2 separate regions of the Sus scrofa genome follow, and region 1 is linked to region 2. A link is a contact called in public HiChIP or PLAC-seq data. All regions are on one chromosome and are shown on one strand. The core of a region is the stretch at or near the end of the contact, and the rest is flanking DNA. Distances in the headings are between cores, read along the strand shown. Region 1 has its middle 90 kb from the start of PRDM1. Region 2 overlaps LOC110260408 (a long non-coding RNA gene).

What was found. HiChIP or PLAC-seq counts read pairs in DNA pulled down with a chosen protein or histone mark.
Region 1: a contact with region 2 is called in an H3K27ac HiChIP or PLAC-seq map of alveolar macrophages. The contact joins two enhancer-like sites. A contact is called at or near these places in 2 of 47 Hi-C or Micro-C datasets (both in skeletal muscle) and 2 of 2 datasets of contacts at active chromatin or transcription factors (alveolar macrophages and skeletal muscle).

Annotation. Positions count from the first base shown.
Region 1 is chr1:72,215,869-72,221,949 of Sscrofa11.1, reverse strand. No RefSeq gene overlaps it. Among named protein-coding and RNA genes, the nearest start is that of PRDM1, 90 kb to the left of the region's middle. Within about 2 kb of position 1,924, at least 57 of the 83 cell types and tissues checked have an H3K27ac peak or open chromatin away from gene starts, as enhancers often do. A contact at or near this core is called in alveolar macrophages and skeletal muscle, where this site is marked.
Region 2 is chr1:72,083,017-72,089,198 of Sscrofa11.1, reverse strand. LOC110260408 (a long non-coding RNA gene) reads left to right here. Exons shown (of 8, transcript XR_002343654.1): 6 at 1,352-1,431; 7 at 2,800-2,848; 8 at 3,349-3,433. It overlaps LOC110260407 (a long non-coding RNA gene), which reads left to right and starts at 6,129. Exons shown (of 3, transcript XR_002343652.1): 1 at 6,129-6,182. Within about 2 kb of position 2,513, at least 4 of the 83 cell types and tissues checked have an H3K27ac peak or open chromatin away from gene starts, as enhancers often do. A contact at or near this core is called in alveolar macrophages and skeletal muscle, where this site is marked.

The DNA of each region.
Region 1 (6,081 bases), core at 675-3,174, 130 kb before region 2:
CGAGATCCCAACTTTAGCCGCATCTTACCTGGACCCCCCGGCCTCCTACGCCGTCTCCGGTGGACAGTCCACTCTCAACAGCGTCCACCGCAGGCCGGCTGAGAGCCGCAAGCCCGGAGCCACTCCCGATCCTAGGCCACCCCCCTACCCCCCCGCCACAATCCCAAAGCCTTTTAAAACTTTGGGCGAAGATTTTCTGTGACTGGAGAGTAAAAACGCTCCTTCCCTGGTTCAACTAACGCAGCTATCCTTGCTCCCCTTCACATTTCATAAATTCGGCAACTACAACAATCCAAAAATAAACTGTATCCGACTCTGGGTTTCATTTACCCTTACAAGTTGGTGACACGGGAACTCTATTCTTCAAACAAACCGTACGAATCAATCCTATCGTCCCTCTTTCCAAACCGTTTTAAAATACCGACGAATGAATGCAGGAGAGTTACCTATCAGCACTGCCGGGGTTTCAGATTAAGCAGGGATCCAAAGAGCAAAACCCCAAATCACCACACTTCTTACTAACACTGGGCGTGAGTGTCTTCACTAAAATCCTGGCCCAAATATTTTTTGCCACTGTAGTCTTGATTCTTGGAAAATCTATTTCCTAAAATCGCAAACGTAACATTTTAAAGACCTTTCAACGTCGCCCTCGGCATGGCAATCAAAACCCGCACACCTGCGCAGTTCAGCCAGCTCCTGAAGACGTCGTGCAGGAAACCCAGCTATTTTCCGAGTGGCATCTTCTCTGCTCGCCTAGATAAATCTAGAAAACAAGCAACTTCAATGAATGCAAGCTAATCTTTCCCAGGAGAAATGGCGAGGCAGCTACAATCAGTCTCTGATTACACAAACATACCTAGGGGCAGGTTGGAGTGTGAAGGAGGACTTGGGGGTGGGGGTTGCCTACTCAGAGGTGGATTAAACCAGTTCTCCTATTGTTATTGACTTCAGGAAAGCTAACTTTTGTTTCGCGGTGAATATTGGGGGTAAAAACCGTGAAGCTACAGTTAAGCCTCCCAGAATTCTTGGAAAGGACAAAACTATCCATCAGGACTCCGGTTCCTTTAAATTGTTCTTTAAATCTGAGTTGAGCATAAAGATTCCAGTGGAGAAAATATTCAAAGTCATTTGAAATACTGTAAAAGAAGGGCTGAGCTCTGACTCAATCTGATGTTTTTCAGAGACTCACAGGTTCCCCACTCTCAAATGAGTAAATGTGGCGACCACAGACTCCTCGGGAGCATGTTGGGGCCCAAAGACTTCAGACTCTTTCTAATCATCACTATACTCCTCTGCTTTGGAGGAAGGAGCTAGCCCCTTTCTCAGCAAACAAACCAGAGAGAACTGAGGCCAAAGTCCTTCCTGGGCCGACCTGGAGACTTACACCTAAAAGGAAGTGCTCTTTCCAGCATTAAGTAGGTAGCTAGCGTCTGATGAAAGGGATTGTGCACAGTGTCCGGGAACCCCGAGTTCGGGACGTCGGATTCTCCACATCTACAGGGCGGGGGGTGGGAAGGAGGACCTAAACCTGAAAGAGGTGCAAAGCCCTCTTTACACTGTGTTTAGTCTGTAGCAGCCTGAATGACAACTTTCATTGACAGAAAAGCGCTTCCCCGGCCCAGTCGGCGCGCGCGGCACGGCCCCGCTGGGATTGGGCGGCCGCTCGTCACGTGACGGGAGGACGTCCTGAAGACCCGCCCTCACCCCCAGCGCGCGTTCCGCAACAGCAGCCAGGCCCCTAGCCCACTTTCACTTTCTGCACTGGGATTTACACACGAGCGTTGGCGTGGGGTGGAGGGTTAAAAAGGATTTTGAGGTCACCCGTACAAAAAGTTGGCATTCTGAAGAAATAAGGATTGCACTGCTTGGGGGGGAGGGGCCGCTGACCCCCAAGTCTATTCCCAGGAAGGAGAGGGGCCAGGAACCGGTGTTTCCTGCCTTTCCAGGGTAAAACTGAGCTGACGGATACACGCAAAGTTCTGCGAATTACTAGGACGCCCCGCGTCCCAATCAAAAGTAGCAAGTCAGAGCTTCGTCTTTTGAGTGCTGACTTGGTAACTTGGTTTTGATGAGGAAAGTCTTCCTTGTAGTTTATTAGGTTTGATTAAGTAAAGGACCACCAATGGTAGCTTGTTATGCAACCTAAGAAGCAGCACTGGTTTAAAAAACACACTGATGATGGCTGCCATCTCACTTCTAATCCGTGGGTGACTTGACTGGAATCAGTTTAGCAAAAGTGTTGGGAGAGAGCTCTGCACTGGCTGAGGAATGACCTTGTGAAGTCTGTAAAACCTAGGCCTGGCTGACTACCCAATGTGAGTGCTGGGACGCTTACCTCCTATTATCACTTATTGTCTATGACTACAGCTAGTTACCCTCTATTAGGTTAAAAATATTCTCCCCAGAGTCCTAAGTCATAAGTTCACCTTAAGAAAGAAAGTATTTCAGGAGTTCCCTTGCAGCATAGCTAGTTAAGGATCTCACGTTGTCACTGCAGCAGTTTGGGTCACGCTATGGCTCTCGTTCAGTCTCTGGCAAGAACTTCCACATGCCTGGCAGGGCAAAAAAAGATTTAAAAAAAAAGAAGAAGAAAAGAAAAAGGATTTCAGAATATTGAAAACAGTTACATTATCACTAACACACTGTGGAAACCATTCTCTGATCAACTAATATGGGTTTAGCCCATTCCTTTGTTCATATTTGTGAAACAAAGTTATTATACCTAACAGGTATTTGTAAATGTCTGACCTGCTATGTCCTGGGTGTAGCAGCAACCTGTGAAGCAGTCAAACCGTCTCACATAGAGTGCTTTCCCAGTGCCCATCTGTAACTGGTCAAGATAAGTTGCAGCTAATAATTGAATCTGGAAAGAGGAAAGATTTTTTTCCCTCTCTCTTTTAAGATGACTCCACCACTTGATAGCAAAGTGATATTTAGCAAGTTGCTCAACTCAGTCCTGTTTTGTTGTTTTATTGTCTGTTCCTGTCACAGGGCAAGGAGAAACCAAGTAAAGCTTTTCCTTTTTCTTTTTTTTAGGTAAAGCTTGAACAATTGCCTGGCGTAAAGTAAATGCTCAATAAATTATTATTATTACTATTATTGAAGTGAAACAATTTCCACTTCCTCCTGCTTGTAATTTTAGGTGACAATATAGTGTTATCCCTTCTTCTATGCTTTATACTCATATAGAGGTTTGACGGGGTAGAAGGGAAAGCTCATAAAGCAATTTGTTTCAATCGTTTGCTGTGATAGTCACTTCCACTAACTAATTACATATCATTTTGAAAGTATTTCCTCAAATTTGTTTTGAATATATAATATTGCCTTTGAATTTCTTTAACTTCCCCCTTACACTTTTACAAAATGAGAGGGTATGTTCTTTGTATTATACCAGTACTTATTCCACCACCAAACATGGTCACTTTTGAGAGGTAAGGGATTATCATTTCCTCTGGGCAGTTAGCTGAAAATCTCCTAACAAAAAGTCAAGTCTGGAGCAAAAGTCAATTAAATAATAACAGAAATCACATTCTCTTTGCTATCTGGGAGAAGAAAATCAGATATTTACATAGGTTTGGAAAATTATGAAACAGCTGTGTTTTAATTCCTGCTGTTTTTGGAAGTAAATGTGGATGTTTGAGAGGAAAGTTGTTTTTCTTTTAAAATTAATGTAATTTTCACTAAGGAGAAAGAATATCTGTCATCTAAACCTCTCTCCTGAGCTCCAAATTTTCCGCAAATGACACTGGGGCCACTAGGTACAGATATGTATGGAGTGACTCACCCCACACCCTGCTCCTTCCTTCTCCATAGTCTAGACCTCACCGAGTTCAACCTCCTAGTTGCCCAGGATACAAATGCAGAGTCTTTTTTGTTTTGTTTGTTTGTATAAGCAGTTAGCTTTTATGTATTTTTTTCTTCGTTTATTTATTTATTTAATTTGAAATGTTTAAATTATAGTCGATCTACAATGTTCTGTCAATTTCTACTATAAAGCAAAATGACCCAGTTATACATTTACATATATTCTTTTTTCACATCATCATTTTTGAATCTACTCTTCTCTCTCCCTCTGCTTTACGTCAGTTATCAAGTCCTACCTGATTTAACCTCCTAGTTATGGCTCAGGTCCCCTCCCTTCTTTTCTCGTTTCTACGGCTCTTACATAGGACTTTCCTCTTATGCTGTAGCTCAGTTGCTGCTGCAGCCTCTTAACTCTAAGACTCTGCCATTATCATTTCCTTCAAATCCTTTCCCTGAGCAATTTATCTAAAAAGCAGATCTGAATGTGCCACTCACCTTTAATGGCTTCCCCTTACTTACCAGATAAAAATCTCAGCTCTTCACCACAGCACGTCTCTGCACACCACTCCAGCTTCACCTCTCTCCACTTCCTATCCTGACTTCACATTTCAGCCACACTTGATTCATTCATTTAACACTACTGTGTGCCAGCCCCTGACCTAGGCACTTAGCATACCTTGGGAAACAAAACTAAGATCTTTGCCCTCGTGGAGTTTCTGTGGAAGGAGGTGACAGTAGACAAACATGATATGCATGGGGGAGTGTGATTTTAGGCTGCTCAATTGGTTTTTTTTTGAAAAGGTGACATTAGTGCAAAGACACGAAAGGAGGTGAGACAGTGAGCTACATAGATAAATAGAGGAAGAAAATCCAGGCAGGGGGAACAGCCAGTGGAAAGCCCTAAGGTGGGAGGGTGCTCAGCACAACCAGGAAGAGGAGCCAGCAAAGGAAGCAGTAGGGGCTAAGGTCAGAAAGAAGACAGGATGAGCATGTGTGATTTTGGACAGGTTCTTATCAGCTGTTGTAATAAGTTGGAGACTCACTTGGCATTTAGTGGGAAGCCAACTTCATGGAGTCACCTCCACAAGCCATAGTGTCTAGACGTTGTGTCTCTAATTATATGTTCCCTTTGGATTGTACCCCTCACTCCATTTGAGTTGCTCCTGTCATTCCTTTGGATTGTCTCTGGTATGTGTTTGCCTTGTGCCTTACAAGACTGTGATCATAAGGAAGGATTTTGGTTTATTCATCTTTGTATCTCCAGTGCTCATAGCAGACATGCACCAATGAATGGATGATAAGTTTTTTTTCTTATTAAACCATTTTTTATCGAAGCATATAGTTGATTTACAATGTTGTGTTAGTTTCAAGTGTACAGAATAGTGATTCAGTTATATATATGAACCATTCTTTTGCAGATTCTTTTCCATTATAGGTTGTATTGAATATAGTTATATTGAATGTAGTTCCCTGTGCTATACAGTGGGTCCTTGTTATTTCTACAATGTTTGTTTAAAGAGTGCCTGCATATGTCAGGTGTTTTCTGAATTCGTGTTTTATGAAGTTTTGAAACAGCCCTCTAAGGTGGGCTCTATTATATCTCTTCTACAGAAGAAATGAGGTTCAGACAGGTTAAGAAACTTCTCCAGAGTCACACAGCTGGTATATATCTGCGCTGGATTTTCAACTCAGGTGTCTGACCACTTGCTACACAGAACTCTTTTTTTACTCATGAGGCTTCCTTACTAGATTGAATGAAAGACTTGGAGGGCATGTGTCTCTGGCTCTGTTTCTTGCCCTTGGCTTCCTTAGGCTTAAACATTTTTAAAAAAATCTATTATATTGTCTATTTATTAATTCATCAAATATTTAATGTGTTGGAATACAGTACTGAACAAAACAGATATACTCCCTTTCCTGGTGTTCAGCCAGTGCTCTGATGGAAGGGCAAAATGCTGCTGAGGGAACTCTAGCAGCAGCTCCTGACTCAGCCACCCCACCTGGTGAAAGCTGTAGGATGAGAGCATATTTACTGGAGGAAGATAATTCCAAGTGGAATGTACCATTGACCATAGAGGCAGAGAAATTCAGAAACTGGAGGTGTATGTCTAGCTGTGAGTGAAAGAAACCCCTACAGACTTGTATAAGGTACCAGGCATTATACAAAAATGTAAATAACCTTGCTTTATTCATTTTTTTTTCAACTTTGGCTGATGTCAATGCCCTTTCCCCAAATTTGATTGCAATCTTTATGTATAAAATCTAAAGCATACACTT
Region 2 (6,182 bases), core at 1,264-3,763:
TCAGTTTTTGTTTGTTTATCTTGGTCTTTGTCTTTCTATTACTCATTTTCTTTTTTTTTTCTATTGCTCATTTTCCACCCATGGTTGCTAATTCGTATTCATAAATAAATCAATTTAGTGTTGACTAATATGGCTATGCAGTTGGTTAGGGTTTTCTCTGCATTAGATTATCATTTATTGCAATTTTGAAAGGAAAAGTTTTTCCCCTTATATTTTCTAAGCAGTAATTTTCTAAAGTATATAGGAATCTTATAAATTTTTTTTACAGTTATCATGAATCCAGCCAATTTTCTAAACTACCTTCTTACTTTTATTACTTTCCCATTGATTTCTTTTTTCTTTTTATTAAGGTATAATTGATTTACAGTGTTGTGCCAATTTCTGCTGTACAGCAAAGTGACTCAGTCATATATATGTATACATTTTAAAATCATTATTTATATATTTTAGGCAAGAAATAGATTTATTAAGATAGGATGCTTGTGAGAGATGCAGGTGGGCAGGCATGGAAGCTTTCTCTATACATTTTTGTTTGTTTGTTTGTCTTTTTGCCTTTTCTAGGGCCACTCCCGCGGCACATGGAGGTTCCCAGGCTAGGGGTCCAATCAGAGCTGCAGCCGCTGACCTACACCAGAGCCACAGCAACGCGGGATCCGAGCCGTGTCTTCAACCTACACCACAGGTCACAGCAACGCCGGATCTCTAACCCACTGAGCAAGGCCAGCGACCGAACCCACAACCTCATGGTTCCTAGTCAGATTCATTAACTTCTGTGCCACGAAAGGAACTCCTATTTAAAAAAATATATTTTTTTCCATTATGGTCTATCCCAGGAGATTGGATGTACACTCTCCAGTTATTATTAGGACCTTATTGCTTATGCATTCTAAATGTAATAATTTGCGCTATTAACCCCAAACTCCCAGTCCATCTCACTCCCTTCCCCCTCCGCCTTGGCAACTACAAGTCTGTTCTCTATGTCCTGTTGATTTTCTTAGTAAATTATCATTTTGTCTTCAATTCATAATTTTCTTCTTTCTAGCAGTTTTACTTTTTATTCCTGTTTCATCTTATTGTTTTGATAATTAAGTGCCCATGTTTGAGGTTCTGTGGTTTGTGCAATATACCTAATAAAATGAAATAATAAATTATAATAATTTTATAATATCTGTCACTGTAATGTCAATCTTAGTTGTATAAGAACAGACACAACAGAACAAATGAGGTGCCAGCTGCTTCAAGGCATATAAGTAGCAAAGATTCAGATTGGGTATTCTCCATTGAATTTTCTTTTTGGGTAGGGTTGATACACAAATAGGCCACAACAGAGTTTTCTTTGTTTCTTTTTTAGACTCTGACTGCCAGAAAATTTAGGAAGATTTTGCAATGGGAATCTAGAACGGATCCTTTCTATCTCTGGAGACTAGTCAGGTATTTTCTCTAGTAGCTACTCATAGTCCTCCCCAAATATTAAATGAATTAACGTGCTCCCATAATCACTGTGGAATAATTTACCTCTATTAAATCTCCACCGGAGTTAGTAGATGGAGTTGAAATCCTACTCTATCAAATAGTTATAGCAAACAAAAGCAAAATGAACCAAACAAAAACCCCCAGCAGCAATTACACAAATCCAGATTTCAATGAAGTATAAATCTGATCTTTTACTTTATAAACAGGTTACAGGTTTGATTATTCATATTTAATATCCAAGCTGTGCTTTCTTTGGTTCCAAACCACCAGGAAAAACATATACTGCTTATTTCATAAGATAAATTCTTTGTATACAATATCTCACTATTTGTAACTGTATCTATTACTATAAAATATAAAAGTAGGTATACTTCTTATTTGGCAGATGGGAAAATACAGTTTCACTGAAGAATATAGCCAGTCAGGCAGAGTTTGAGGATTAGAATTAGTTTCCCATTTTTCCTAGTCCTGACATGAACTATAAAAAAACATGGAATTGGATTTCTTTTTTCACTTTGTCTACCAAGAATTTCATCTGGAGCTTGATTTGCATAATTGTGAGAGCTTCAGCTGGCAATTACGCTTTCCCTATTCCTTTTGCCTCGACATTCTATTCTTATATGTATTATTTTTGCCTCTGAATTTCTAAGATGATTTATATGTAAAAGTTTTGGTTCGGGGGTTGCTTTTAAGTCATTTCAACTCTGCTGGGTGATTCTAAAGGGAAGAGAAGGAAGAGAATACGCTGTGAGGAAAATGAAGGTAAGAGAGGGGAGAGGAATGGAAGAGAGCTGGGGAAGTGGAGTTCACGTGAAGATTTTATCTTCAAGGAGGATTTTCCGGTTTTTGGTTAGGAATTGGCTGTGGTCCAGCATGGCTTTGGAACAACTTCTCTCCCTCCTCCTCTTCTCTCTTCTCTCCCCTTCTCTTGCCTTTCCTCCTTCAAATCCAGCAGAGGCAGACCGTCAGCATGGCTGCTCACTATTATCATTAGAGTATCTATTCTCCCTTATTTGGCAGGAGGAGAATCCCTCAGAGGCCCAAAGAGCAATGTATTGTTCACACGATTCAATGACCAAGGGAGCCCTTGGTGAAGGAGGAAGGAAACTTGCTGTGTCAGAACTCTTGGTTCTACTAGTGCTGGGAATATTTCTTGCCTTTTCTTTTTGGGGTTTGGGTCTGTCATTCCTCATCTGCCCTCACACGTCACGTACACATGAATCTGTGTCATCCAGTGCAGTCTGCATGGCACCTCCCCCCCGCCCCCCCCCCAAGAAGCCAGCTGAACTTATTGCTCTTGTCACTCCTGCGTTTGTTACTCTGCAGGCCAGCTGGATTGTCAGACTTGCCCATGAAGCATGTCAGTTTCTTGCCTGTGAGTACATTAACCCCATCTGAAAAAAAAAGTGCTTCAAGAGTTGATTACCAAGGATCTGCTTATTCAATAACTCAACAAGGGAAAAGTAAATGGCTTTAAAATGTGATGTTATCAAAGGGTCTAATCATGCTTATTACTTGCCGCTACTACATGATCAGCTCCTCTTTCTTTCTTTCTTTCTTTTTTTTTTTTTTTTGCTAAAGTTGATGACACTAAATGCATCTGTAATCAATCCATTTTTTTATCATTTTCTTTAAAGCTTTAAAAAATAAGTCAAATGAAAAACGTGATACCCTTTGCAATTGCATTGTACTATCACAGCTTAAGCTCTATGGGGAGAACCTTCCTTCTCCAACTTTTGCAACACTTAATTGTTCTTATCTGTCACATTTGACCCAAAGACACTCCTGCCACCCCCACAATATAACAGTCGAAAGAGAAGATTAACATTATTGTTATCTTAAGTCCATTGCAATGACCTCCTGGTTTCTACATAGGAACTCACCTTGCAGACTTTCTACCCTGCCCTGCTTACCTGGGTATATGGACACCAGAGCTGATGCTGGAAACATCAGGCCAAACTAGGTCTTTGGAAATAACTCTGCTAAGGACCTGCGCATGTGCAGGACTGTGTGCTGAGACAGTGGCTGGAGTCACTGATGGTGCCAGGACCTGCAAAGAGGCCAGTCCCTCGAAGATGTCCCCCAGTGCAGCTGGCCATGCTGGAAAGGAAAATGGATCAAAACATTCTTCCTACCACCATCTCTCTTTGGTTTTGTGCTGGTTGTTGTTCCGAGGGGCAGACCTCCTGCTGGCCAAGTCACAGAGATGGAGGCGGGTTTCCCAGGCCTCGATTCGGCACAAAGTCTGTTTCTGATTTCTGGTAGGGCTCCTCACCACCTGTTCCAGGCTGCAGCTGCTGTTGTTTTATTTTGTGTTACAGAGCTTATTACTATTGTTGGTTCATCATTACATAATGTTTTATTTATATTCACAAAAACTTCATGCCATGTTGTTGTTCTTTTGAATAGAATGCAGATTTCTTGGGGCTCCACAGATGCATGGAAACCTCTGGATCCCCTGGAGAGGCAAGTTCTGAATTAGGAGAAGGGACCAGTGATAATTCTGCTTTCCCTTCAAAGAGGGGCACAGCATGGGCATTGATCAAGTCAAGCTTCATCATAATCCTCTTTAAAGATGAGTGATGTTGAAAACTTGAAGGGAGTCTGAAAAATACAAACTAGTGAAATCCAGAATATATTTGCTAGTGTCCATGGATATAGGGAATTTTGTGTTGTGTAAAGAATAAGCTGTTTTAAAACTGACATTGCCTGCTCCTTCCTTTTGGCCTGAGAGTACTCAGGCAATAATCGCCCAGCCATCTTTTTGGTAGGAAAAAAACCACTTCTTTATAGACTTGCCTCGAAAGTTGTAAGCCATAGTTCCTCAATATATCATTGATTAGGAGGCCCTGAAAGGCTTATCTTGTGTTTTAATGTGAGAAAATAAAGCTCCCTGCCTCCCACACTGCTCTCACTTTTATCAAAAGGTATAAAGAGTTACACCTTTGTAATCTGTAACTCTTGAAGGTCCCGGACAGCATTTGGGTCCTGCTTCTAATTGCTGTCACTCTAGGACTCGTGTGTAGGACAGGATAGGGGCATGACACTGACAAGAGACAGTCAAGTCTTCTCATCAAGTCTTTACATTATTTGAGCAAAGGTCAAGGCAAAACTGAGGTCTGCATCAGGAAGCCTCACCTTAGAGTTTTCTTGGCTTAGAATGGTATCTGTATACCTCCCCTCTTGCCAGGTGTGTTCTAGGCACCAAGGGTACACAGTAGCGGTCAAATATTTAATAGAGTTTCCAGTGTGGTGTTCTACCTTTGCCTGCCTAGTTGAGAGGTTCATTGTAATCAGAAGTAGGTGTGCAGCTGAGGTCTAGCAGCCTGTCCTAAGGCATAGAAAACTCAAGGGGCTTTTAGGGGGATGCTGGGGGTGCTGCTCCCCCAGGGTCACTGGATGTGAGCAGACTGTGGTCACCAGCCACTTTGCATCTATTGGCAGTTTTCTTTCTAACCAAGCCAGCAACTCTCTTTCCTGTCATTTCCTTGTGGACTGGGGGCCATTTATTGGGAAGATATCGGCTCATATTTCAACTAAATGTAAAGACCTATTCACATCTAATAAGAGTTACCATAGTGCCCATGAAATGCCAGGCACTGGGCTAGAAGCTTTTTATTATCTCTAATCCCCACAATGATCTTGAAAGCCAGAGCATGTCCTCTAGTTTCACAGATGATAAGGCGAAGGCTCAGATGTGCCACCAAATATGGGCAGTGTCAGAGGATAAATAACCAAAGGAACAGAATCTCAATCCAGGTCTTAAGGCAAAGCCTGCCACTCTTCTGCTCTAGAACATTCTGTGCCTCTCGTCATCCTCATGCCATGCATTTACCAGCTGAACTGGGGAGCTCAAACTTCTTTTCCAATATTTGGAATTAAAAAGAAGAAAACTTGATAATATCCTAACATGGGCTAAAACACAGAAACAAGCAAATAAACAAGTCAGCTTCTTATGTTTGGATTTTAGGCTAAAGATAATAAGCTTAAAAAAAAAAAAAAAAGAAAAAAAAGCAAAACAGTGGCGTACCCATTGTGGCATAGAGGAAACAAATCCGACTAGGAAGCTTGAGGCTGCAGGTTTGATCCCTGGCCTCACTCAGTGGGTTAAGGATCTGGAGTTGCAGTGAGCTGTGGTGTAGGCCACAGATGCAGCTCGGATCTGGTGTGGCTGTGGCTGTGGCGTAGGCCAGCAGCCATAGTTCTGATTCGACCCCTAGCCTGGAAACCTCCATGTGCCTCGAGTGTGGCCCTAAAAAGCAAAAACAAACAAACAAACAAAGATAATAAGCTTGCTTCCCTTGAGAAAAAGCATCTGGAAAAGAAAGGGAACTTAGACAAGCATAATAGACGACATGGATTTGACCATTAAAATTTGTGCATGTAGCTGCTGATATCACTAGAAGACACTTTCTAATGTCCTAATTGAATGGATTTCCAGTCAGGCCTATGTATTAAGACCTCAGGGCACATCAAAACATAGCTAAAACGGAGTCTGGAGGATGCACAAAAACAGAGGGGAACCATTAAATCAATACAGAGCATGGATGTGAGCTAGTAGCTGGTGCAGATCCAAAGCGAGTGTGTCTTATGGGTGATGGGGAATACACAGCAGGGGAGGAGAGGGGAGAGGGTGCGCATATGTTTCTGGAACACTCAGCATTCTCATGGCCACCACCACATGCTTCCCAGTTCCATCTGTGGGCCAG